4 separate regions of the Mus musculus genome follow, and all the other regions are linked to region 1. A link is a contact called in public Hi-C and HiChIP or PLAC-seq data. All regions are on one chromosome and are shown on one strand. The core of a region is the stretch at or near the end of the contact, and the rest is flanking DNA. Distances in the headings are between cores, read along the strand shown.

Evidence for each region. A called contact is a pair of places that touch in the nucleus more often than the background predicts. HiChIP or PLAC-seq counts read pairs in DNA pulled down with a chosen protein or histone mark.
Region 2: an H3K4me3 HiChIP or PLAC-seq map of forebrain shows a contact between it and region 1, with 8 times the contacts expected there. The contact joins the promoter of Ppp1r3g here to the enhancer-like site in region 1. A contact is called at or near these places in 3 of 484 Hi-C or Micro-C datasets (all in embryonic stem cells), 11 of 115 datasets of contacts at active chromatin or transcription factors (embryonic forebrain, embryonic limb bud, embryonic midbrain and 5 more) and 3 of 9 other capture datasets (adipose tissue, embryonic stem cells and liver).
Region 3: an H3K27ac HiChIP or PLAC-seq map of differentiating embryonic stem cells shows a contact between it and region 1, with 10 times the contacts expected there. The contact joins two enhancer-like sites. A contact is called at or near these places in 2 of 15 datasets of contacts at CTCF or cohesin (the NIH/3T3 cell line and large pre-B cells), 2 of 115 datasets of contacts at active chromatin or transcription factors (differentiating embryonic stem cells and embryonic stem cells) and 1 of 9 other capture datasets (embryonic stem cells).
Region 4: a contact with region 1 is called in a Hi-C map of cortical neurons, with 4 times the contacts expected there. The contact joins two enhancer-like sites. A contact is called at or near these places in 46 of 484 Hi-C or Micro-C datasets (3T3-L1-derived adipocytes, the AML12 cell line, the AtT-20 cell line and 34 more) and 7 of 115 datasets of contacts at active chromatin or transcription factors (the NIH/3T3 cell line, the SCID.adh cell line, SST interneurons and 4 more).

What each region holds. Positions count from the first base shown.
Region 1 is chr13:37,308,650-37,315,265 of GRCm38.p6, forward strand. No RefSeq gene overlaps it. Among named protein-coding and RNA genes, the nearest start is that of Gm40913, 22 kb to the right of the region's middle. RefSeq lists an enhancer at 2,317-5,161. Within about 2 kb of position 4,067, at least 95 of the 459 cell types and tissues checked have an H3K27ac peak or open chromatin away from gene starts, as enhancers often do. A contact at or near this core is called in SST interneurons, adipose tissue, cortical neurons and 5 more, where this site is marked.
Region 2 is chr13:35,964,452-35,971,067 of GRCm38.p6, forward strand. Ppp1r3g (protein phosphatase 1, regulatory subunit 3G) reads left to right here and starts at 3,455. Exons shown (of 2, transcript NM_029628.1): 1 at 3,455-3,531; 2 at 3,707-5,937. The coding sequence starts at 4,148. The coding sequence ends at 5,191.
Region 3 is chr13:36,145,553-36,152,168 of GRCm38.p6, forward strand. All of the region lies in intron 1 of Fars2 (phenylalanine-tRNA synthetase 2 (mitochondrial)), which reads left to right. Among named protein-coding and RNA genes, the nearest start is that of Fars2, 31 kb to the left of the region's middle. Within about 2 kb of position 3,814, at least 78 of the 459 cell types and tissues checked have an H3K27ac peak or open chromatin away from gene starts, as enhancers often do. A contact at or near this core is called in differentiating embryonic stem cells, where this site is marked.
Region 4 is chr13:36,261,517-36,268,132 of GRCm38.p6, forward strand. All of the region lies in intron 4 of Fars2 (phenylalanine-tRNA synthetase 2 (mitochondrial)), which reads left to right. Among named protein-coding and RNA genes, the nearest start is that of Gm40912, 57 kb to the left of the region's middle. Within about 2 kb of position 4,170, at least 13 of the 459 cell types and tissues checked have an H3K27ac peak or open chromatin away from gene starts, as enhancers often do. A contact at or near this core is called in SST interneurons and cortical neurons, where this site is marked.

The DNA.
Region 1 (6,616 bases), core at 2,817-5,316:
GCTGATAGCATCAATGGTCTGATGCTGGTTTATTGTATGAGCTTCAGCTTTTACCATCTTTGGGTCCAAACCTCCTGAAGAGTTTGTCTGTTGGGTGGTGAGAACATGCTTGGCTTTGTGAGAAGTTGCCAAACCATCTTCCAAAGGATGCAAGGCAGTGACGAGCCCTTGACTGAAATAACCTCATCCTCTAGGACGGGCAAGTTTCCTTGCAGAGTCACATGGAAGGATGGACTCCAGCATCTCTTCTACTTAGATCTTTCTGGCCAGTTTTTTAAATGCCTTGGTCCAGCTCTCCCTCACATTTGGGCCACATCAGTTTCGAGAGCTAGATCTTATGATTGGCCATGGAAGCACCACCCTTTTCCTGACAGGGCAGGAAACTACCCTCCTGTTTCACCTCACCAGCCAGAACCTCTGACCCTCTGGATTATTCGTCTGGTATTAATACAATGGGTTAAATATAATACCTTCTGTGGTATTAGAATACATCATCTTCCTCCAGGAAAGCTGGAGGATATATAACACTAGGAGATAGTTGTGAGTGTGCGTGTGCAGGTGCGGGTGTGTCCCAGCCAGAGTGGAGGCTCTTGCAGCCCACGTTGCATATCATATGAGAGCTACTATCCTGTGTTTGCTTACTCCTATGGACTGGTTTTCAGGACTCACCTGACAATGAGGGTTTCATAAGGCTCCTCCCCCTTAGCAGCCAGAACTATAAGCTCTGCCTTCCCAGAACTATAAGCACGCCAGCATCTTGGCTTAGCTTTTAAGCCTCTTGACAGCTGTGTTTATTTGGCTTCTTGGCATCTCACTCTTCACGTGCACAGCTTAAAGACTGAGAAATGGTTTGGAGAAAAAAAATGCATACTGACTCCATTTTCTTTGGTTCCCATCTCGATGTGTTTATGGTCCATCAAGTCCTGGCAACCTTGCATCCTGAACTCCAATTTTTTTGACGGAGACAAGCAAGGAACTGTCACTCTGTTTTGATTCTATACCCCAGAGGCCGTTGCATGGCTCAACAAATGCTCCCATGACACAAGAGGAGCTCTAAAGGACTCACTTGGCTGCATTGCCCTCCTATGCCATTCTGGTCCCTCTAGAGTCCCGCATCTTCGATTGCATCTTTGATGCTCTCAAGCTACTAGTTCATACTTTTTTAATTCAGCCGTTGGTTTTTTAGTACAAGGCTTTTTTCTGCTCTCCTCCTTCAGAGCCAGAAATGGAAGCCCTCCCTCTCTGTTTTTCCCCCAAGAAATAAAGCAGGTGGCACATTCTCTTATTTGATAAAAATGTCTTTCTGGTGGCTTTAAATGTGAAAGCTAATTTAACAAACAGCAAACATTCACGGTTCACAAATAACACCTTTTCTTAAAAAAAAAAAAAAAAAAAAAAAAAAAAAAAAAAAAAAACAAACCTGTAGCTTTGCTCTATCTTTAATTTGGCCACTTAATGTTTCAGAGGAAAACTCTAATGGAGGCTCAGTTTTTTGATCTTTGTAGCAGGTATAACAGGTGTTAAAATTAATTCAATTAAACCTAGGAGCAAAGCAATGAGAACGCATTTGATAAGCTACCAGTCTCTGCACAGGTTTTCAGAATAGAAGGTAGAGAGGAATTGCTCAGTCCTAGAACCGCAGCTACCACTGAGGAAGAGGTTGGTAAGGGTGTGAGTATGTGAGGGGGGGGGCGGGGGGGCGGGGTGACTCTGGGAGGGGGCGAGGAGGATGCTAGGAATGCTGGGCCCCACAACTTCCTTGTCACCAGCTGTTTCCGATTCAGCTCAGCGTTGGGAGGTGAGATGAGAAGCCTCTTCAGGCACCTTGAGATGTTTCCACCTTTTCCTTTCTTCAAGCAGAGTCACACCCAGCTCTGCCAGGTCCGGAACTCCACCTCTAACTCCACAGAGCTCAGCCCTGCCTAGAGCACTGCCTTTAGCCTCCTTCTCCGCCCTCCACCTTCCAGGTGCAGGCATTTCAGTCAGGAGCCACCATGCCCAGCTCTACTTAGAGATTAAGGGAATGTTCCTGCTATGGTCTCTTATTTATTAGCATTTATTGAATGACTGCGCTTACAAAAAATGGTCTCAATGAAACGAGGTCTGCACAGAAAAAATAAATAAGATAAGGAAAAAATAAGGACATATACAAAGATTGTGACTCTGGGTGAATTCTTTTGTTTATTTCACCAAAATTTAGAAATACCTGCATTACCTTTTTAAACAAACAAACAAACAAACAAAACTATTTCTAGAGACCATCTCCATACACAACAGTGTGCATGGTATGTAAGTGTGTATTTTTAACTTACATTTATGCAAAAACAATCCGTGTGACAAAAAAAAAAAAAAAAAACCTGGCACAGCCCTCCCCCACGCTCCCCCACCCTTTCCCACCCTCCCCATCCCCTCCCCCACTCAGGAACAAAAAGCCCCTCAGTGTTCTTATCTAATAGTGACTTCTCCTGATATATCTGTATCATATTTTCAAGAAAAGGCCGGTTTCTGACCTGTGATAGGCCTACCTATGTGTTGGGTAGATCCAGGTCCACACCTTGCACCTGTGTGCCTCTGGTCCCCTCGAGAGCGCAAAGTTAGACCCGCCCTCATTCTGCCCCTTCCTGTGCCCGGGTGTTGGAGTCCTTTCCTTTCAACTTATCCCTTCCCCATGTCTCTCCCTGAGCCCCGGTCTCACTCACAGCCCCACTAGCCCGGCCCTTGGCCCACATTAGACTCTTTCATCTCCATTTTGTGAGTTTATCCCCGCAGATCCCTGCAAACTCCTGGAGGTCAGAGCTGAGCACCTCTGTGTTCCTTTTTCCAGGCAGGTTGTCTACACATGCTATTAAACTAGACAGGCGCTCTTCCTCATCCCTCCTTTCCCACTCGCCCAATGCTCAGAAATCAAACAAAGCCAGAGGGACCAGGACACGCCCTGGAGGAGCAGGAGGGGACCTGGGACCAGCTTCTCCTGTCTATCAGTAATTAGAGCGGTGGGGGAGGGGCTGCCCTTGGCACAGACAGGTCCTTAAAGGCTGCTGCCCCAGAAACTGCCTTCAGATCGACAGCCAAGGGAATCGCGATGAAAAATTCATCAGCTTCTTACTTTCCGCGGCCCAGCTGCGCCTAGCAGATGACCTCGGCGGGGACAAGCCCGCTGTGAGACACCGTCTGGTCGCTTCGAGGGGGCCAGCCCAGGCCTGCCGGGGAGCACTGCACCGCTGGGCTTTGTGCGTGCGCCATGAGCACGCGCCTATGAGGCCTAGAAGTACCACCGAGGTTTGACTGCTGGGGACCAGAGACAGTCATCGGACCTTTTGGTGCAAGCTACTGGGAGCCAGAGTGTCACTCTCTAGCAGGCGCCTGCGGTCCATCTTGCCCATCATACACTGTCCTACACAAGGCGCGACCTACTAGTGGAAGCAATACCAATTGGGTGGGCACCTGGGATCGTGGAAGCCCTGTAAGCTATAAAACTTCTAACCCTGGAGACTGGTCATCCTAACTAGACCTTACTTTCATGCCACCACCTCCCACCTTTGCTGGCCCCAAGCTGCCTCCTGAAGTTCTGGATGGGGTAGGTTCTCTTGAGCTGGGGTGGCCTGGGAGGATGACAGAGATCCAGTTGGGGAAATGCTACTGAGTTGCAGGTTTCTGGAGGCCTCTCCAGCCCCTGCCATCTGGGCACTGCACAGACAGACGCTGCGTGGGTCCCTAGAGCTTGCCACCTCCGCGCCACACTGCCAGCCATGCCGCTGCGGCTGCAGAAAAGCCTCACGTCCGAGATTGCTGGACCGTGGGTGGGGGTAGGGAGCGCAAAGCGAGACTAGGCGCGGGAGGCGGGGGAGCGGGGGGCCACTCCTGGACTCTGAATTTTAAAGTTGTTTTCTTGCAATCACACTTTAATATGCACCGATGTCTGGTCTGCGGACCACGCAATGTAGTGAGATGCCATGTTGGCCTCTTTGGAATCCGCAGTAGGTTTTTTTGTGCTGTTCTGCTGGGGAATCAAATGTGGTGATTAGGGAAGTTTTATATTCAGGTCAGGCTTTCCCAGGACTAGAGAATGTACTACAACTTAGGCCAACATCGCCATCTGGTGGTATCATCGAGGGACTCGAGCAGGTGTGGGGAGACCAGAGGAATGATGTCATGGTCTGCAATTTTTTTCTTGAGGGGCGGGATGCTGGCTGGCTGCGGATCTAGTATTGCCTGATGCATTGTTTCTCGGATTTGGGGTTTTGCTGTTATTCACAGGTGAATCACCAAGTAAGCAAGGGTCCTTCCTAAAACTAATACCTTACATTTCACCCCATTGCAGAATTGAATTTAAACCTAAAAGACCCAATGGCTTTGACAGTCTTGAAGCAGGACTCCTTATGTGATCTTTCCTGGGTCCGTCTAAGTTGTTCACTTGACAGCCCCTCCCCGAGGTGTTTCTCCCTCCGGAATTCAACTGCAGAATCATCTGTGTGTTCAGAGCCCGCTTGCATTCTTCTGAGTTTCCATTCCTTCAAGACTAAGGAACAGGCTTCACACTGCCTATAAGCATAGGGTCCCATCTTCAGAGGCATCTCCCTGGCTCCCTTAGTCACTCCTCTGTTCTTTGCTTTACCAGATCTGGATAGAAAAGCCAGCTCCCTTGCTCCTCTGTACTTCTGTCCTCAGCATCCCTCAACACTTTGCCCCTCACCTTAGCTCTAGCCAACAACTGACAGCAAGCACCATTCTGCCTTGCCCCTCGTCCCACCCAAGGCTAAGAAGAAAGGGTGGCCTGAGGTCGCTGAGTGGGCTGGCTGCACATTGAAGGTTCAGGTGAGACCGCAGTGCCGCTTGATGGTGAGCCGGCGTTGATTCCTGCACTGCAGATCTTCTCAGTTTCTTCTCCTCTTTAGCTTTGTGTCTGTACAATACTTGGCTAGTTCAGAAGCAGATCCTCCCACTTTCCAGACACTCTTGCTCCTCAATGTTGCCTCTTCTACCTTAAAGTAGTTGTGTCACTGCCTGGCCTTTTATTCTCTCTTACTTCGGAGGAGGAAAAACAAGAAAACAAAAACACAAAACAAAACAAAACAAAAAAAACCTTTCATCTTTTGCAAACCCTGTGTATCTGCTTTTACCTGCAACACAAACTACTGCCTGCAAGTAAACAGGGGTGGGGAAGAAGAAGCCCCTAAGAAAATGTACAGAAAGAATGGCTACTAGCATTCTCAGAAGAATGGATAAAAATACTGAATGCATTTTATATATGTGTGTGTGTACAAGAATAAATATATATATGACTATATATGTGAATACATATTGTATACACAAGAAAGGGAATAGTAAGAAGACAGAAAGGGGATTTTTAAAAGTTTTAAATGCTAGTAACAATGAAAGATTGAAAAATGTAACATTTCACATAAGCTTCCCAGAAATTCCAATAAAAGGCAAAAAAAAAAAAAAAAGATTGACCAATTTTTATCCAAGAAAAGAGAAAAACAAGATGAGCTCCACAACTTGAGGGGATCGAGGCAAACTGATATCGATCAAATGGGATCCTTTGTCTTAAAAAGTCTTCCAGAAGGCTTGGCATGCCTGTGCATAAATCCTACTCTCAGCAAACCAAAAAAGAGGGTTAGCTCATTTAAGGCCAGCCTGGGCTCCAGAGCAAAACTCTCTCAACAATAAGTCTTTAATAATTCCAAAGGGACAACAGCAGAGCTTAAACCAAAGACAGGGCTCATGCGTTGAGCAAAGTTCCTTGGATAGTCTCATTTACAGCAGCTGGAGTTCACTATTCCATACAGGGGAAGTCTCCTTCATCAAATGGGGAAACATGTCTACTGAGTTAGCAACCAAGAAAACGGACGTTATTTCGAAGTGAAGGAGACTTAGCATGGGTCACTGAGTTGTTACAAGAAGAGAAAACAAATTGGGAAAAAGGTATTTCTAGAAATTGTAATCAAACACACACACCTCTGTAGCTGCCTTCAGGAGTCAATGCTTGTGGGAGGCCATTCCCTGTGCCTCTCCGCTGCTGTTCAGGAGCTCCAAGGGTCCATGATATCACTGAGCAGCAATTCCTGACACTTGCCTGGAAATGCCCTGCCAGAAACCTAATGGTGTATGTTTCCAAAGTTTAAAATCCTGTTAAGGCTGGAGAGATGGCTCAGTGGTTAAGAGAACTTGCTGTTCTCTCAGAGGACCTGGGTACCATTCCCGGCACCCACATGATGGCTCAGAAACATCTGGAACTCCACTTCTAGGGGAGCTGATGCCCTCCTAGGACCGCTGCTGACCCCAGGCAAGCACTTGATGAACACAGAGACATGCAGGCAAAACACTCATACACATAAAATACAATAAATAAGTCACCTTTTTTTATTTAAAAGGAGGTGTGATCTCTAAAAAACCAAAAACAAACAAAAACTGTGACTGCCTTTAACGGGAGTACCTAAAGAGAGTGATTGACAAAGTGCTCTGCGGAGTATAGTAGGCAGGCTTTCAGGCCTGATGATGAAAGAAGAATGTAGAAGAATGAGGCATGGGACCTTCTGAAGACTCTCTCCTAGAAGATACAAATGAAATGAATAAATATCCCAGAAGAATAGTTTCCAGGACGTAGGAATGAATT
Region 2 (6,616 bases), core at 2,205-4,704, 1.3 Mb before region 1:
TGAATACAGCTCAGCAGACGCCCACTTTGGTGCAGCAGTGTGGCCTATACCTGGTACCTGTTGTTTTCCCTAACACTCTTTGGAAATATTGAAAATCAAAATTGGAACTACAGTTTCTACTGAAGGTGTAACTTTCACATCATCATGAACTAAAAAAACAAACAAACAAACAAACAAAAAAAAAAACCCCAAAAACACCAAGAGTTGAACCATCTCTGTGTCAGAGACAATGTGTTTAAAGTCTGGGCTACCTGTCCCTGTCCCTGTCCCAGAGAGACAACTGACAGAAATGTCCTGTGTCCCACCAGCTCTGCCAGAGGACAGATGTGCAGTTCAAGTCAGAGACTGACTGTGCCTTCCAGAGTATCCCCAAGTCCTCTTGATGGCTGAGTGAGGTGCTCCCGTCCTCTGCTCCTAAGGTCTGTCCTTGGTTTCTGGGGAACAGACCAGAAACCTCCCATAGACCCTGCTTATCTCCATTTGCTCCACAGGTCCCTCCTGCTTCTGCTTCTCAGAGTTGCTCAAAGCTCAGTCCAGACTTCCTGAGCTGTAGACCTGCAGTAGTATGAGAAAGCACCCGAAGTTCCAGACTCACTTACTTCACAAAGCACAAAATTTGGAGGCCAGGTATCTAAGCAACATACTAGTCTCCCACCAGCTTTGCTGTAGATAACACCCCTGATGTGTGGGTCGTGATGATGATGATGGTTGCCTAGGCTATTTTTGGGGGGGATAGAAGGCCACTTTTGTTGAAACCACTGACTTTTTAACAGGGGATTATTTGATGGACCATTTCTAGATATCACAGGACCAAAGTCTCCATTCTTGGATCAGGCTGATATTTCCTGAACATGTGTGTGTCCTGTGAGGATCAGATGCGTATTGTGTCACCTCCAGGAGCCTTCCCCCAAATCTTTAATCACTCTGGTATATCCATTTCCACGCCCCACCCTGTCCTTTGGGATGTGGATCTGAGACCTGGCCAAACTCTGAATACACTCTATTTTGCAAAACTTCATTTTAGTAACCAGCATCCTGCACCAGGGCAAAGGGTCCTGGTTATGTAGCAGGTACATTTCTGTCCCTAGTTGCTGATATGGACCTCCTAGGACTCAGCTCTAAGTGAAGGGGAATTATGTGTTTGTTATTTTGTTACAATCAAATATATTATAATATATATAATATATCAAAATTATGTAATATATTATATAACATATTAAATTTTATACACACACACACACACACACACACATATATATATATTATCTGAGTGACTAATGAGGCTACTTAAACTGGGAGTCCTAGTGTCTTAGTTAGGGTTGTACTGCTGTGAAGAGACACCATGACCAAGGCAACCCTAATAAGGACAACATTTAGTTGGGGCTGGTGTACAGGTTCAGAGGGTCATTTCATTATCATCAAAATAGGAGCATGGCAGCATCCAGGCAGGCATGGTGCAGGAGGAGATGAGAGTTCTATATCTTTATCTGAAGGCTGCTAGAAGATTGGCCCCCACATGGTTAGGAGGAGGGTCTCAATACCCACCCCACAGTGACACACTTCCTCCAACATGGCCACACCTCCTAAGAGAGCCACTCCCTGGGCCAAGCTTATTCAAACCACCACACCTTGGCAGCCAGATTAGCTGGTTACCAGAAAGAACCAGTGAATGGACACCAACCTCCATTCACAGGGGAGGCTGGAGCCTGAGTTCCAAAACTTTTGCAAGGATTGTCGCACATTTTCACTTTATGCATGAACTCTGCCTTGTGCCTCTTCTGTTTGGCTCTTCCTAGTTGTATCTTACACAATAAGCCATGTGTTATTAAGGGTTTCTTCGATTCTGTAAGCCACTCTAGTGAGTTACCAACTGCCACACCTCAGCAGAACATCTGTATTTTCCAGTTGACCAAATAGTGTGGAAACCTGAGCACCTTATTTGCATATTTGCATCTGGTTTATGGTGAGTTTTTCAGCCTTTAACTTGTGGCTCTGACACCATCTTCAGGTAGAACAGTGTCAGAATGGAACTGTTGGATACTCACCTGGGAATCAAAACATTGGCAGTAGACAAGGTACTGTCTGGGTGTGAGAATCTGTCCAAGTGAGGGAGACAATTCACTCCAACCTCAAAATCTCTTTGAAGTTCCTAGTTCATTTTTAAACTAGTCTGAGGCTGGGCAGGGGTGGTGTGCGCCTTTAATCTCAGGCAGAGGCAGGCAGATCTCTGTGAGTTTGAGGCCAGCATGGACTACAGAGTGAATTCCAAGATAGCCAGCCCTATACACAGAAAAACCCTGTCTCAAAAAATCAAAGAAACAAACTAGTTTGTGAACATTATACTTATTATCACAATATATCAATGTCTATCTACACGTTAAAAAAAAAGTGTCCTGTGCTGTAGATTTTGTAGATGCTGGAGGTGGGGGCACTCTAGGTAGATCTGGATTGGGAGTCCCATACTGTCAGATTCAGTATGTAGATATGGACACTGTACTGGACACTTAATGACTAGAAAGTCCCAGCCAAGGGACTGAGGGGCCTGTTCCTAAAAATTCCTCTCTAGCTCAGGGTCTTTGGCCATAAAAATAATTTTCCAACTTCCTGGGGTCAAACCTGACCTTAGCTCAGCTCTGGGACCTGAACAGATGTTCCCATCCTTTGTGTGCTACATTGAGTTGGAGTGATGAAGTTTTGTGCACATAAGATCACATGGGAGGGGCCCTCAGCCTTGGGGAGGGATGAGCAGCCTGTGAGTCCTCAATAGATACTAAAATCAGTAACTATTGATGACTCCTTAAATTCTGCTATACCGTGCCCAGTTTAAAAGCCTGGGAAAATTAGCTTTGCTTTTTGTTCCTTGATTTGTGGACCAATATTTCTAAAACCCCAATTTTTTTGTGTAAGTAAGTATACACACAGCCATGGTGAGGCAGTTAGTCACTCCTAAACGGTGGTCCCCAGAGCCTGTCCTCAGCATCTCCCTGTTAGAAATTCTCTCAGAACTGCCTGGGACACCCTGAATCAGATATGAGGGGTGGGGTGGGGGAATGGGAGGTGGGCATGACATTTGGTGATGAAGTTATCAGTTGAAGCTTGATCAAGGCAAAGTTAGCTGGAAGGCAAAGGCACAATACAACACTTAAGGAAGTATCCAGTGCCAGGATATAGTGAGATGTTCTTCCATTAGTCTTCTGGCAATTGGGTTTTGACCGGCAACCCCCAGAAGGCCTGACTGAGCCTTAGAGGGTCTGGGATCCTTGCGGAGGAGAGGTGGCAGTTGCAGGCCAGGCGCAGGCTAAGCGAGAGGGGGGAATGAATGCCTTCAAGTCTGAAGGAAGGCGCTTAGCCATGGAGGGAGGTGCCAGCCCTCTTCTTTGAGGACAGGGGGGTGGGGGTGGGGCGGGAGGACCTTGACGTGCTCTAGTGCTAGGCGCCAATGGCCACCGGGTGCTCTTGTCTGCCTGCCTAGTGAGCTCCCGGTGGGTTCCTGCTCTGTCCCCTGCTCAAGCGCAGCAGCAAGGTCACCAGGTAAGTAGGTGGAAGCTGTAGCTTCGGCCTTCCAGCTTTTAGAACCACTGAGGGGCACAACTACACAGATGCGACCTGGGACTCGAGCGGTTTCGGGGATACAGGATGAAAGGGAAGGGATGCACTTCGCTCGATTGCTTGCCTTAATGACATTCTTGTATCGCGGATTCCCTAGGCCAGTGACAGCCAGGACGTCTCCTCCGGAAGAATAACTTCACAGGCTGGAAAACTTTGTCTAGTTCTGAAAGTTGAGAGCTACCCCAGAGGATACAGACGCGCATAGCAGCCGCGGGGTGGATCAAAGCTATCGGCTAGCCTACGACCTTCAGAAATCCTAGTCTCCACTACGGACGTAGCTCTCAGGTGTTCTGGCTGTCGCGCCTCCCTGTCTTGGCCCTCCCCTTGGGAGCTAGCCGCAGGCCAGCATCCTCCTCCCTCTTGGTCCCGGGCAGCAGCAGCTAAAAGCTGGAGGTTCCAGGCCGAATCCGCTTTCTGCCAGGGTAGGCAAGCCCAGCCGACACTATGCGCTCCTTCTGCTGCGGGAGTAGATAAAAGTTTCCAGAGGACTCTCCGCGGTTCCCGCAGGACGAAACCCGGGGCCGGATCGGACACTGTCATGGATCCCTCGGGAGAACAGCTACACAGATCCGAGGCGTCCAGCTCTACGTCTTCCGGAGACCCTCAATCCGCGGAGGAACTGTCGGTCCCCGAGGTCCTTTGCGTGGAGAGTGGCACCTCTGAGACCCCGATCCCTGATGCTCAGCTCCAGGACCGGCCCCTGTCGCCGCAGAAAGGGGCAGCTCTCCCGGAACAGGAGGAGCTACAGGAATATCGCCGCTCTCGTGCGCGCTCCTTCTCTTTGCCCGCAGACCCCATCCTGCAGGCGGCCAAGCTCCTGCAGCAGAGGCAGCAGGCGGGACAGCCCAGCTCAGAGGGTGGCGCGCCGGCTGGGGACTGCTGCTCCAAGTGTAAGAAGCGCGTGCAGTTCGCCGACTCCCTGGGACTGAGCCTGGCCAGCGTGAAGCACTTCAGCGAGGCCGAGGAGCCTCAGGTGCCCCCGGCCGTACTTTCCCGTCTCCACAGCTTCCCGCTGCGCGCCGAGGACCTGCAGCAGCTCGGGGGGCTGCTGGCAGTGGCAACGATGCCTGATCCTCTCTTGGTACCCTGCGCCCGGCTCCGACCCCACTTCCAGCTCCCGGAGCTGCGCGCTGCGGAGGAGCGTCTGCGGCGACAGCGAGTGTGCCTGGAGCGTGTGCAGTGCTCCCAGCCGCCCCGCGCCGAGGTGACCGGCTCTGGCCGAGTGATCAGTTGCCCCGGACCCAGGGCAGTGGCGGTGCGCTACACTTTCACGGAGTGGCGTACCTTTCTGGACGTGCCTGCTGAGCTGGACCCGGAGTCAGTGGAGCCCCTGCCTCCATTGCAGTCAGGGGACTCTGGATCAAAGGCTGAGGATAGTGAGGAGGGGCCCGGCACCGAGCGTTTCCACTTCTCGCTGTGCCTGCCCCCGGGTCTGCAGCCCAAAGAAGGGGAGGATGCTGGCGCGTGGGGAGTCGCTATTCATTTTGCCGTCTGCTACCGCTGCGAACAGGGAGAATACTGGGACAACAACGAGGGGGCCAACTACACCTTGCGCTATGTGTGCTCCACAGACCCGCTCTGAGTCCGGGAACTTCGGAACTTGGAAAGAGGTTGACCAGCTAGCAAGGGCTCCCCGGGGATCCTTAGCTGAGCAACGCATTGACAGAGCGTGGAGCGATAGGAGTAAAATGTTAAACCATACACTCTCAGCGCAGATTCACGGCAAGCTCTGGCAGTGTTCTCAGTGTTTTTCTCATCACTTCCACTGACCTTTCTACTCGCCTCTTAGAATTCTCAGCCTGCATCCAAATAAGGAACATCCTCGTTTCCCAGGGAGAGGCTCTCTCCAAGAAAAGGGCTCTGGGACCCTGAACCTTGGGGATTTGTTTCTAACTTGAGACTTGGTCCTTACACCTTGATGAAAACCTGCAGGAGAAAGACATGGCAGCCCACCTCCACGTGGGAGAAGAAGGCCTTCACACGTGGAAGCTTCACAGCCAGGCTTGATTTTCAGAAGGCTAGGAGGGCGTCAGCTTGTCCTTTTAACTGGGCTCTGGAAACACCTCCCCAGATTCGATGTATTTTCTTCCGTGATTGGATACAAATGTCTTTTAAGAAAGTAAAGGCCGCGTGAACATGTGTCCTCTCTGTGTTTCATGTTTTACCTTCCGAGGTTTTGGGGAGTCCGTGGCAGTCAGAGGATGCTCGGCTGATGACACGGCAGTGTGACAATTATGAAACAACAGTATTAACACATTTTCTCATGACGTGGAATAGTCCAAGTTCCCCACACTGGGAATAAAAATCTTCAAAATGTTTTGTAAAAAGTATTCGGTCCCTTGCCATAGCAAAATGTTGGAGGAATTAAAATGCCACAGGCCTTGGCTGTGAGTTGCAAGAGCCCATCACATCCGTACCAAACCCTTTTGTGCAGAGGAGCTGTCCCAGTCTCTGGGCCATTAGCAGTCAGAGATGCTGGGCTCTTGTAGGCTGCACTCCAAGTGCAGGGTTTGGGGGCTGAAAGGTGCCTTCCTCCTCTCAGAGGCACACAAGGAGTGAAGAATCAGTGGCGCCAAAGATCACTCAGCAAGCACTGTTCCAAACCAGACAGGGCAGGCACTCTGCATAGCAGAACCCTAGTTGTCCAGTGTGGGGACCATCTTCATTCACTTTAGAGGGCTCTATATGTCCAGGTCTGAGTGAGAGGGCATTCTGGGTAAAAACTTCGCTCCTTACTTCCCACTCTTCCTGAGCAACTTATTTTCTTTCTTTCTTTTTTAAAAATATTTTTTATTAGGTATTTTCCTCAATTACATTTCCAATGCTATCCCCAAAGTCCCCCATACCCTCCCCCCCTCCCCTCCCCACCCACTCCTACTTTTTGGCCCTGGCGTTCCCCTGTACTGGGGCATATAAAGTTTGCAAGTCCAATGGGCCTCTCTTTCCAGTGATGGCCGACTAGGCCATCTTTTGATACATATGCAGCTAGAGTCAAGAGCTCTGGGGT
Region 3 (6,616 bases), core at 2,564-5,063, 1.2 Mb before region 1:
AGATTTGCCACAGGTGAGAAGTACTACATGGAAATGAATCTCATTAGCAATTAAAACTTCTTAGATCATCAAAAAGGAAGTTTTATGTTCTGCACACACACACACACACACACACACACACACACACCCGTGAATGACCTAAGATATTAAGCACATTTTTTTTTCATGTGCAACCACTAGATGAGTGTGTTCCTATTTTTAATTTAGAGATTGGTACTGACTCTAGTACTTGAGGTTAGCCATTCACTGTATTGCCTTTATATTTCCAGGTTATTAGGTTTGTGATCCTTTGCTTAGAGGAAGTGGTAGAGGAAGGAAGTCTGTAGGCAGGAGAGTTGTAGCTTCCACTGGGCAGAGAGAAGGAGGGTATTTGAGGTGATGGTCTGAAGTGGAAATTTCTGGTTTCTTTGGAGATTCTGTTATGTCCTGTGATGTTTTGCTAAAGCAGACCCAGGTGAGAGGATGTTTTGTTGAAGCAGACTTGTGATAGAACTTGTGATGATTAGAAAAAGTATAACTATGTCCCTACAGACAGGGTGATAAAGTTCTAGCTTTCCTTCACCTTGATCTGCTTTGCTGATCTTCAGTTGTGGTGCCTTTGGAGAGAATAACTCTTCAAAGATCTTCTGGTATTCTGGTGGCTTCTCATGGGTTTGTGCAGATTGGTCTGGACTGCTGCTGCTGATTTGTGTTTGGTGTTTTGATAGTGGACTGGACTGCCGACAATGAAGATTGGAGTAGCACCAAAGATCAATTTGTAAACAGGTCCACAACCACTGTTTTTTATTAACCTTTCTTTTCTTGACTTCTGGTAGGTGGGCTAGAAGGGAGGTTGAAGCACTAAAGACCTCTTATTAAAGTTGGTTTTGAAAAATCCAAGCGTACAGTGGTCTGAGGAAGTAATAGTGAAAAACATGCACATCTTAGGGCCTAATTTGGGGCAGATTTGAGCTATATGTACTTGCATATGTTACATCCACACAAAGACCTTGGTAACAAAAATACTGAAATTGTTTTAGTTTAAAGGAGTAAATAGGAGGTGAGAAGATGGCAGAAAGACCCTCAGGAAGGAAAGACAGAGATGACAATAAATACTGTTAGAGTGGGAATTACTTCAGTGTAGCTGTTTTCAGGTTTTTAAATTTTACTTTGTTTTAGAATTTAGATTTGTTAGGGAATACAGGGTAAAAATGCAGTGTGTTGCTGGTTACCTGGAGGCTGGGCAGGGTGAGCTCTATTTTCATTTTTACTTGGAAATATTATAACTAAGTATTTCTTTTTTCTTTTTTACCCCTTTCCCTGTGTGCCCTCCCAAATTCCTATTGTCCCCATTCCTAGCAACCCCTAGTCCACCCTCAAAATCTATTCTATTTTCTCTTCCCAGGGAGGTCCATTCATCTCCTAAGTACTTTAAGTACTTTTAAAAGCATCAATAGATTAAAATAGTTTCTGGCTTGTTGTAAAGGAGAGTATTTGTAAGAGCAGGGAGCTTTCTTTTCCCTTCCTCTTGTGGGATCTGTATGATGGCCTTAGCCTGTGAGCAGATTTTTGAGATGATTGTTAGCAAGCAGTCTAGCAAATGAAGCGTGACAATCAGTGTGTTCTCTGTAGTCATCTTATCTTTATAGTGTGGAGAGATTGTGCTTCTTTGACTGTATTGTGTTGCAGGAGATGTTTAGATGGAAGGGGTATTTCCCAACAGAGAAGGCCAATGCTGGGAGGGGCTCCTTTTAGAAGGCTTACAGCTCAGAGGTGGTGGGTTTATGAATAGCAGCCTCTCAGTAAGGGCTGCGTGGAGTCAGGTAAGTAAGAAGGGAGCTGGTCAGTAGAGTATTTACTGCGCGCCTGCCCATCCATCAGAACTTACATGTGTGGAGAGCGGATGAAATCCTAAGTAAATGTGTATTGTTATGTGAGCAGTCATGTCAAGCTCCCTAATGCCTCAGTCCTATGGGATGGTAAGACCTTTCCCAGGTCAGGAACAGGGGAATGGCAAGACCTTCCAGAGGTCTGAGTATAGATGTTGATATATCCCTGTGCAGATAGTACCAACTACAGCTTCATCCTCCCAGGTAACTGCCACCTGAGACTGCTCCCTTACAGAGACTGAAAGTAGCTAACCTGCCGTTGTTCCGCAGTAGTGAATGTGCTGGCTCTTCTGGCTTTTCTTACTTGTCCTTCTTCACCCCTCATCACCCCAGTCAGGCCATTCTGAAAGCCATGCAGGTCATGTGTTAATCCTGACATATGACTCTTTTTAACATGAAATGTTTCTGTCATGGCAAAGCACACAAGACATAAACATTGCCATTTCCACCATATAGTATGTTAGTAATAAGTACATCACATTGTTGTGCCTCTGTCACAACCGTCCACCTCAGTCATTGTAAACAGAACCTTTGCATCCATTAAATGTTAACTCTCCATCCCTTCCCCACCTGACCCAATGCATCAGCTATTCTGCTTTCGATCTGTGTGAATATACCTAATGTCAGGACTTTATCCAAGTGGAATTATTCAGCATTTGTTTTTTTACGAGTGGTTCATTTCACTTGGCACAATATTTTCAAGGTCATCTGTGTTGTAACACATTTGGGCAGTTTCCCTTTCTAGACTACAACACATCTTATTTATCCATACATCTTCTGGTGCACTTTTGTGTTGCTTCTGTTTTTTGGCTCTTTTGGATGATATGGCCATAGTAGTGTGCTCCTGGTATCTCATGGTGTCCTTGCTTTCAGTCCTTGTCATTAGACATTGCAGCATGGAACTGTAGAACCATAGGATAATTTTGTTTTTATTTTCAAGCCCTTCTGTATTATTCTGTGAGGAGGCTGCCTGATTTTGGATTCTCACAAGCAAGTGCACGGGGCTTCCAGTCTGACCTGGGAGGTAGGTATGCTTGCTTGTCTTGAGTGTTCGAATGGAGAAGGGAAGAGGCAGAGAGCAGCCGAGTGTCACACAGATGTTGTCAGTTCATGTGTGTGCATTGGAATTTGCACTCTACCATCAGACTCCAAATGATGTCCATGACACACAGGCGTGAGAAGGTCCAGGGACAAAGCAGCAGCACTGGATTGAAAGTCTGCTTCAGGCTTAGTACTGGGAAGCTGCTGTTAGCCTTCCCCCTTTCATGTGAAAATGTTAGTGAAAATATAGTAATCTTTAAATGCCATTATCTGCCTTTTCCCTGACTTTCTGAGTTTATACTTGAAAATGTTTCTTTTATTTTAAAATATTATCTTAAAAATGTCAGCACTGTTTGGTTTTCCTTTTGACTTTCTTGAGTAAATTTTTTCTTTAAACCTTTTGAATAAATATGCATTGGTTCTAGTGAATTTTAAAATATAGCTCTATTCTACTCCTCTCTGTCAGAAGTTTGCTTTGAAATAAAACCAAGCAAAGTGTCTGAAGCCGATTTAAGCTGGGGAAGCCTGGAGGGGAGCAGTGGCAACACTCTGGGCTGCTTCTTATACAGATAAGTGAGCTTACAGCTTCCATCCACAGAGGAGAAGCAGGGGCCAACTCATTCTCCTGCATATATTTTATTTTGCTAGGAAACTTGGTTTTCTCTGAAAGGGACACATGAGGCTGTGTGGCTTTTAGAAATAGAGCTATGACAAGAGTACCTTCATGTCACAGGGTCTCCAGCACTTCATGTTGCTACTAGCCAGAATATATGAGGGTCTTCCGGAGCTGGCCTCATCATAGCTGCCTTGTGTAAGTAGGGATCCAGGGTGTGCTCTGTCCTCAGCTTCTCTTGCACGGTTGAGAGGAGTGAAAGACTTCCTGGCCTAGCCTTTGGCTCACATCCTGCTGAGCTGCTGCTCAGAGACAGAGTTCCTCTTGTCATGCAGGTGGCTCTGTGCAATCCCAGCAGTAAACAGAAACAAAGAGATACTATGGGCCATCTGGTGAAAGTGTGGGGACTTGGCTATATTCTCCCTAACTCTTTTCTATTATGTTCCTCTTTAGGTCTTAAAAGTTTTACTATGATGAATCACAAAAATTTATTTTCTCACGCTATCCTCATTAGCTAAGATTGCTGGGTTGTGTTCCTTACATATGAAGGGAATCTCTTTTATTATTACTTGACTTCTGGCAGAAAATTACTCCTGGTTTTGCTTTAGTGCTGGTTGCTATAGCAGAGAGATTTAGTTTACTCTGTAGCGCAATGCACTTCAAAGTCCAGAGGAAGGGCAGAGATTTGCCTCTCTAGATTTCAGTGCAGGTTCTGGGTGTGGTGGTGTATTAATCAGGGTTCTCGGGCTGGAGAGGTGGCTCAGCCATTAAAGGTTAATCTCACAACAAAAAATACAATCAGGCTTCTCTAGAGGAATGAATCTCTAAATATATAGAAAGGGGATTTATTAGAATGGCGTATAGGCTGTGTTCCTGCTAGTCCAACAGTGGCTGTTTACCAATGGAAGGTCCAAGAATCCAGAAGTAGTGCAGTCCGTGAGACTGGAATTTTCAGCTCGTCTTCTGTATACACAGGAATTCTGAAGAAGTGGACTTTAATGCCAGTGAAGAAATTAATTTGCTAGTAAGAGCCAGAGCAAGCAGGCAAAGACAGACCAAGCTGCTTTTTTTTCATGTTCTTTATACAGACTGCCAGCCCACATTAAAGGTGAATCTTCCTTCTACCTCAAAGATCTAGATTAGAAGTGGATCTTCCCACTTAATGATTTAATTAAGAAAAAAAATCCCCTATTAGTAGCTGTTTGAGCTTTAGTTAATTCCAGGTGTAGCCAAGTTGACAACCAAGAATAACCACCACAGGTGGCTGCTGAATTGTGTAAACAGAAGACGGTTGCCTTTTTGAGGTTATTTCTGATCGCTCCAGAAGGCTTCTCATTTAAATGTTTACCTCCTCCGAGGCACACTGTTCCAGCTCCTTCTGCTTCTTGTGTTTGGAAACACCCAGCGATGCCACTAAAAGCAGAAGCCCTGGGTTTGTGTGTGAGTGGACCACAGAGCCAGTGTAGTCTTAGGGCATGTGGATGACAGAAGGGAAGAAGCTGTGTCTCTTGCATTTCTTCTTTCTCTCAGGACAGTGGCCCTGTGGGATTTTGAGGTTACTTAGTAGAAATTTCTTTAGAGTTTGGGGACGAGATTTAAGTGTGTGTGTGTTCTCCTTGTTTTAACTTTTTAAAAATATTTTAAGATGGACATGGTGTCACACTCCTGCAGAGGCAGAAAGATTGTGAGTTCAGTGTCATCCTTGGCCATATAAAGAGACCATCTCAAAAACTGAGAATTAAGTGAAAGCATGTGTAGGTATAATATTTGAAAACGGCGTCATTACTTTTTGTCCTATTTTCTGTGAGAGCATTGTTCATAGTTGCAGTGACAAAAATGTATGACTGATTGTGGCTATCCTACTGTGTGGCTGATGGCTAAAAGTCACTGCGTTGAGTAGCTGAGGACCAGGACTTCCCTGCTCACTTCAGAACCATTTTTGATGTAGTTAGATCCTTCATCTGCAGACACCAAAGTGCACAGATGCCTTCTCTTTCGCTCAGCAGCATACTACTTGTATGCTATTAGTGCACATCCTCCTGCGTATGCTCACGTATGTCTAGATGACTTCATAGCTCTAAGACACTAAATACTGTTCAGAAGACTGCTACATTGTTTTGTCAGGGAATGATAATACGGAAGAGTCTGTATGTGTTTGTACAAGTGGGGGGTTTTTGGGCCTTAATTATTTGACTGTCATATATTTGAACTCATAGACATAGACTCCTTGAACTGGGTGCATGTATGCATATATGTGCACATATAAGTATATATACTATAAACTATCTGAATTTTAGGTCTCTATATCCATTTATATTTGAAGGTTCTCACTCATTTTTGGCTCATGACATTTACTGGGGACACTGGCTGTGACTCTGCTTGTTCTTTTCAGAGGAGCATACTGTGTTTGGCATGACATTCCCATTTAGGTAATCTCTTAACAATGTGATGACATGGGAAATGGATCTTCTAACCTTTATGCAGATTTCTTTCCTTAGTTAATTTCTGAGGTGACAGGTGTTTGTAGAGGTGGGAGTGAGACAGATGCACTGATGGATGTGAGACAGATTACTTAGAGAACAGCCTGTGGCATCTGGTCACCTTCTGAAGTCTTAGAAAATGAGGTTGTACTCCTGGGGCTCCCAAGCATCTCCTGGAGCAGTTTGCCTGCCTTTTCTGGGCTCCACTTAGTTATTTTCTCTGCATCTTAGATTGTTGACCACCATGTTGGCTGGTTAGTTATTTTAATATATTTTTAAAAAATATTCTAGAAATGGGAAATAATAATAATGACAGCAAGGTAACAACAAATACTCTTTAAAATGCACCTGTTCTTTCATGGAGATGCTCTGCTAGCTCTTCCTTTACCCAGTTCCTAGCTCTGGGCTCTTCCCCTGCCTCCTCTTTCTCTTCTTCCTTCCACTTCCCCTGCCCCTCCTTTTTTCTCCCCCCACCCCCTTGTTTTTTGAGATAGGATCTTACAGACCTGGCTGGCCTGGAACTTTCTGTGGAGACTGTCCTGGCCTCAAACTTAAATGATTTCTGTTTCATCCTTGTAAGGGTTAGGCTTAAGCATGAGATGCCATGTTCACAT
Region 4 (6,616 bases), core at 2,920-5,419, 1.0 Mb before region 1:
CTTAAGCTGATTGCCACCAGTACTGGTCTCTTTCTCTTTCTCCAGTTGCCTGGAGAGGTTTATACTTAGTGCTATTAGTACCAGGTTCCCCCTCCCCCTTTCTCCTTCTAATAGCCTGCCAATATTAATAGGAGGGTCAGTTGTCATCAGCACTGACCCCCGTTATGGAGTCCACACTTGCTGCCTTCCTCCATTTACTCTTCTGTGTCAGCGACAGTACATGGCACAATACAGAGCAGTCCCATGCCTTTTGGCAACATATTCAGTGATTATCCATGCATTTGCTTGAGATCTTCCACGGTGTTCTTTTGTCTTCACCTTCCTTTCTGGAAGGATTTAGGAAAGACTCACTGATGGTGACAATAGTGCTTTGATCTGATTGCAGGTGCTGTAATAACTTCAAGGCTTTCTAGGCCATTGCTCACCTTTCTATGCATATATAGTTTGCTTATATTCTGAGATTTTTTTTGTGTGTTTCCTGGAAGAGTTTGTATTAATTTGCATATAAAAGTCTTATATTTTCATCTCATTTTTATCTTGCCACTTCGGGTATAAGGAAATAAATGAAAAAGTCATCAAATGTTGACTTTCAAGACTTTATTACCTCAGACAGCTTCATTATATTTGTAAAACTCTAGTGTGCTTTGAAGGAATTAATCTAGCTTTGCTTGCAATCTGTATATGTTTACATAGAATGAACAAACATTGCATTACGTTCCATGAAAATTCAATTATTCCTGTCTCCAAGAAACATGTTCTACTTAGTATTTAATTCTCACGTAAGTCAGCATGATGGTTCTTGAAGTGTCATAAGAATTGGAGATTTGAGCACATTGATTGCTTTTGGTAATTCATGGAGAAATGGCTAATTGCAGTTTCATTGGAGATCTTAATCCATACCCACAGTTATGGGGACATTTGTCTCAATAGTATTGGGATGGTATAAAATCCTCCTAGATTTTTCTTAAAACTGATAGATAGTTAGGGATTCAGCTGGCAAGGTAAATGCTTTAGTTTGGAATCTACTATGCTTATATGTGATTCATTGTTTTCGTTTGTTCTGTGGACAAGGCATAGTGGGATTTGAGCACAGAAGTCAGTGATGGGCTTGGCTGTCTCTCTGGATGGTTAGAGCTGACTTAACCAAAAAGGATTGGTTTATATGCTGTTTAACTTTTAAAACATCTTCAGGATTCTGTATATCACTTTAACAACTGAACTCCTGCTGATATTGTTATTGCAATTAAATAATTATTCTGTAGGCATTCTTGTCATGTGACACTTCCCAATTTTTATAGATATTTCATGACTATTTTGCATTTTCCTTCTACAGAGCTCCAGGCTCTATGGAGGTAGGAACCATGCTCAATTCATAATTATTAGTTGTAATATTAAAATACATTAAATGGGGTTTGTTGTTGAGGTTCAGAGACTGGAATGGATGTGGTTGGGTCACTCACTGGATGAGGGAATGCTGAGTTTGGCTGTGTGTACAAGCTGTTAGAGTCCTGTAGGAAAGAGCTAGGCGTGGTGCTGGAGCAGGGGGTGAGAATCCACTGGGAAATGCTCTGCATCTGGTGGCCTAGAAGCCATGTTTTCAGGTTTGGAATGAGCCCCTGATTTTTTTTTTTTTTTGACAGAAATTGTGGCAAAATAGAGTGGTCTGCTAGGTCCTTCCTCCCCAGTTTCTGCCTGTCCCACTTTCTCTTCTGTTTCTTTTCGGTCTTTCTTTTCTGTTTTGAGATAGGGTCTCATATAGTTCAGGATAGCCACAAATTTGCTATGGTGTCCAGGGTGACTTGGTCATGTGTTTATCCTGATCAGCCTTTGTAGTTGATATACACTGCCACGGAATGCCACACTGGACTCTCCCCTCTCACTCTTCCTGTAGCTGCACTATGCCCAGAGAGCTTTGAGCACACAGCACACCTGCAACCCAACACAGCACAGCACAGCCTGCGAATTCCCAGGGTTAGCTTGCCAAACTGTGCTGGTTTGTCTATTGTTTTGCTTTTGCATTATTCATAAATATTGAAAGGAAGAGATCAGGCTTTTATATTTCCTTGTCGCCAGGGCTTCCCACTGCCTAGCCTGTAGTAGATTCTCAGTAGGTAGTTATTGAGTGAGTGGATGGGTGGATACATTTGGCACAGAGCTCTGTTTGTGGACTAAGCGAGAGTGTGCAGAGCAGAGCTGGGAGATGGAGAAGGCTCAGGAGCATCCATAATAGCTGGGGAGAGAAACTTGAGAGCTTGAATTACAGCCCTGGTCGTGGAAACTCAAAGTGGGGAGATGGGGAAGGAAATGCATGAGGTGGGGCACAGGCAATGAATGAGTGATGTGATGAGCTAAGGAAGGATGTGCAGTGGGAGACAGGCCCCTGAGACTCTTTGATCTTGTCCTTCTCTGAGTGCTCTCTGGTGGGACACAGGGAGCCACTCCCTATATTCTGATTAGAAATCAGCCTAATAATGGATTAGCTGCCTTGGTTTGTAAAACAACCACCAAAGGCTGTGCTGTTGAGCAAATTGTGGGATTCTAAGGCACCCTTTGATTCAATGTTATTTGCAGATTTCTTTATGCTCAAGTTCATACATTAAGCTGTGAGGCTGTGGCATCTATTGATATAGATATATCTGGGTGAAATGAAAAGCAAGAGATAAAGGGGATAAATGTTTGAAACAAAGATACATTTCTCTGTGTTGCCTCAGAGAGACATATTTGCCTTTCAGCTCCCCATGGTAAGGGGAAGGGGGAAACAACTTATTAATACTACCTATAGCACCTGCAAGATAAAAATTCTTTCAGGGAAGACAGCTTTCTTGACATACAAAGCTGAGGAAAATTTCCCCCTTCTCTGTAAGACAGAACATCTTATAATACAACTGACACGCCGTTCAAAACATTCTTCCCAACACTCCCCGAACTATAGGATTTGATTTTCTCTGTGTGACACATGATGCAATTAATTGTGAACTATTTCTACAGCTCACATCTGCAATTCTTTGTTGCTTGTCTGTTACCTCAGTCAGTCAATTCTTGGTGAGTCTCCTGTGTGGCGGGTTGCCAGGTGCCTAGAGAACCAAGGTGTGTAAGCCTTTCCAGAGCAGCCCAAGTGCCCTAGTGGCCATTCCAGGCATGATAATATGGAAAGTAGATGTTTAATTTTCAAGTTGAGTAATCACACACACACACACACACACACACACACACACACACACACACACGCATGTCTCATTACTTATACATTATGACTTTATGTAACTTACTAGCTATACCTGAAGCTCCGGATCCTTCTGGTCACATACGTAGATTCAGCTCATGTTAGTCCCATTTGGAATGAATACATTTACCGTTTATTCCTTGGACTTAAGGACATGATTTTTTTTGTTGTCTAAGCCATCAACTAAGCCTCACATCCTGATTAACCTTGCTTCATTTCCAGCTGTTCACACTGCTGTACAACTATAAAGGTTTGTTTTTCAGGGGATGGTTTCCTGATGGTGCTGTGCTGTGCATGATATCTGCATTCTCCCTTCTTGCAGGTCCTTGTCAGTGCTCCAGTCTGCGGGACTCTGGCTTGACTGCTGCAGAGCCTCAGGAGACCACTATCCCCTTGGCATGTGGTGTTCCCCTGCATAGCATTTTTGTTAGGCCTTCTTTCTGCTAGGTTGGCAGATGGCAGTCAGAAGACCCTATGTGTCACCACCATTCTGCCTCCCTCTCTTCTGTATGAGCATCAACACTGAAATGACAACTAGTGTCTCTGGTTCCAGCCTCCTTTTTATGATACTGTAGTGCTACAGTGCAAGGGTCTTGTTAGTTCTTTTCTTGACCCTTCCCCACAGTGTCCACAGTGCACAGTGCAGACATAGGCTTTGCAGTTTGTTTATAAACAGTATCACCACTGCCAAGAGGTTCCCTTCCTTGTCATCCCTGTCGTCATTCAGAGCTGTTTCAGGGACCGCTTGCTTGTTCCTTGTTCCTTATCCTGCAGATGGTTACCAAGCAGCTTTTTGATTTTTAAATCTTTGCAGAAGATTCCAAAAAGCTGCTCCAAAGATGACACAAACCTCTATTTATTGCCTTTCAAAATATATACACTTCTAGTGCCAAGGGAGAATTTTTGAAGCTTGGGTATGTGTTAGTCTCCAGGGAGCCAGCAGGGAAGGCCAGACTGTGAGAGTGTTAGTCGAGGAATGTCTGATGTGTCTTACTGAACAATTTCAAGCAGAGTAATAGAGGTAACCTCTGAAATCCTGAACAGCAGCATTGTCAAACAGAGTGCGCAGCTTTCATTTCATTGACCCCAAATCAGGTGGGTTCACCCATCTTCCCTGTTTACTTTTACTGCCTTCATGTTGCATGTAGTGCTGCCTCTAAGCATTTTTAGAATAAAAACCTTTGGAGCTCTATAAGCTCCTTCTTTCTAATTTCATTGCTCTTAATTATAGGACACTGAAAGTACCAGAGAAGTAATATGAATTGAAGAAGGAGCACTGTGTAGAATCAGGAGTTGTGGAAACAGTTACGCCCACTAACACTGTCCACAACTGCAGGGATCTCAGAGGACACTTTACAGCACCACAGTCCAGTTTCTCAGTTACAAAAGGAATAATTAGAGGTGATAATTAGGATTGCTACCTGCTCAGATAACAGTCACCTCCATGTAATTCTCCAAAGGAGTATTGTTTATGTACCTACTGTGTACTCTCCCAGGTTTTTGAGATACATTAGAGTGCAAACAATTGAACTTTCTTTTCCATCTCTCGTGCATTCTTAGAGCATTTGGAGGGTTTTTAGTAGTACTTAAGTACTCATGAATGAAGGGTATGGCTAGAGAAGCCGTTGAATGAAGAACCTGACAGGTAGCACTGACAGGTGTCTGGAGGGTGTGCTCCCTCCTGGGCAGTTTTGTTAGTGCCTGATGGGTCAGTGGGAGAGCAGGGATTCTCCATTCCTCTTTTTCCTGGATGTGCTTCCAGCACACAGCAAAGAGAGGGATTTGAGGGGCAGTTTCTCTGCTTGGCTTAGTAAAAGTCTTGCTTACTTTTGAACAGCTTTCAGGTGTAATATCAAGAATGCTCATGGAGATCCCTGACTTCCAGATAAAGTTCAAGCATCTAGTTTTCCATAAAGGCTCTGGGTCCCCCTCCTGACTCTCATCTGCACATGCTCACAAGTGTGGGTAGCCTAGTGTCTCAGTTTCTTCCAACAGACAAGGAACATGCTCTCCATTTCCAAGTTATTGTGTGTGTGTTCTCACTCCAGAGACTGTATTGCCATCTCTGCCTTCCAATGGCCCCATGGTTAGGGGCATGGGTATTGGGTGGCAATGCCACCATAGCCACTAGATGCTTGACCCCTGGGATCAGCCCCTGGTGCTGTCTACAGATGACTGACTTTTCATTGACAAATGGTGGCTGTTTAACACGTCCTCCTCCTAACTTGTTAAAATTGTTGAATGGATTGTTCCCACAATCCTCTGTGATAGCAACTGTACTTTACCTTCTGATGTGATTAAAAAATTTTTAAACTCCCTTTTTAAGAGCTCCTTGACAATAGGTATTTATTTTTTAATATCCTTAAGCACCTAGTACCTGGATGAATAGTTAACATTCTGAAATAAAACAAGTTGGAATTTTTGAAGTGTTGAAGGGTGGGAGTAAGTATATGGTTTTCATCTTGTGGTGCTTTTGGGAGTTGGGGGGGGATTATAAAGAACATACAGATAAGGTGATGTATCTATCAGCCAAGACTAAACATTGGGAAGTATAGCTACATGATTAGAAAAAAATTTCAGTAGTTTTGGAATATTATAATTCTTAAAGCCGTGTACATCCCTCCCTCCTGCAGAACTGTTTTCAAGTGTTCATGTATATCTTGTATAGCGTTGTGCTTTGCTTGGTGGAAGCTCCTCTGGCTGGTGGCTTTGTCTGACATCTGCAGAGGTTGTGACCAAGGGTAGAGAAGAGGCTTAAGTTGAGTAACTCTTCTGTGTGGCTGCCCTAGTTCCTCTGCCCATCCCATCTTGTCCTCTGATCAGATCTAGGGCACAGCTTGTATGTCTGCTCCTGTGGCCAAATCTCCTTGGCTCTCCTATCCTTGGCTCCAGGCAGCTAGCCTTCTGCTCTTCAGATCTGTCTAGGTTTGGTCCTTTGTAATTATTTAGAATGTGGCCTGCCATGTTTGGAAATGCATCCTCAACTTGGTGGGAAGAAGATTTGGCCAAGAACTGATCAAGCTGTAGTTAGAATACTGGAGACTTTATTGGGGCCAGAGATGCTGGGATCCTGGATGGGCAGAGCGTGTCTCCTGCTCAGAGCTGAGTGATGTTTTAAGCCAAAAAGAGGCATGCTCCCTGGCTTCTTGGCCAGCCAGATCTGAGGCCTCTCTAACTTCACATTAATTCATAAATGTAATGAACAAGAGGTGATCAGTTCTTCCTGTAGTTGCTAATGATGGTGAATAATTAAGAGCATGAAACCAGAACTCTGTTTTCTGTATAGAGCTCAGACCATCAGGCCTCCATTGGTACACATGGGTACTGCTGAGTCTCTACTTCCATCCAGGCGCCTGCTAAGGGTAACCTTTTATTGCTTCTTTCTCTCCTCAG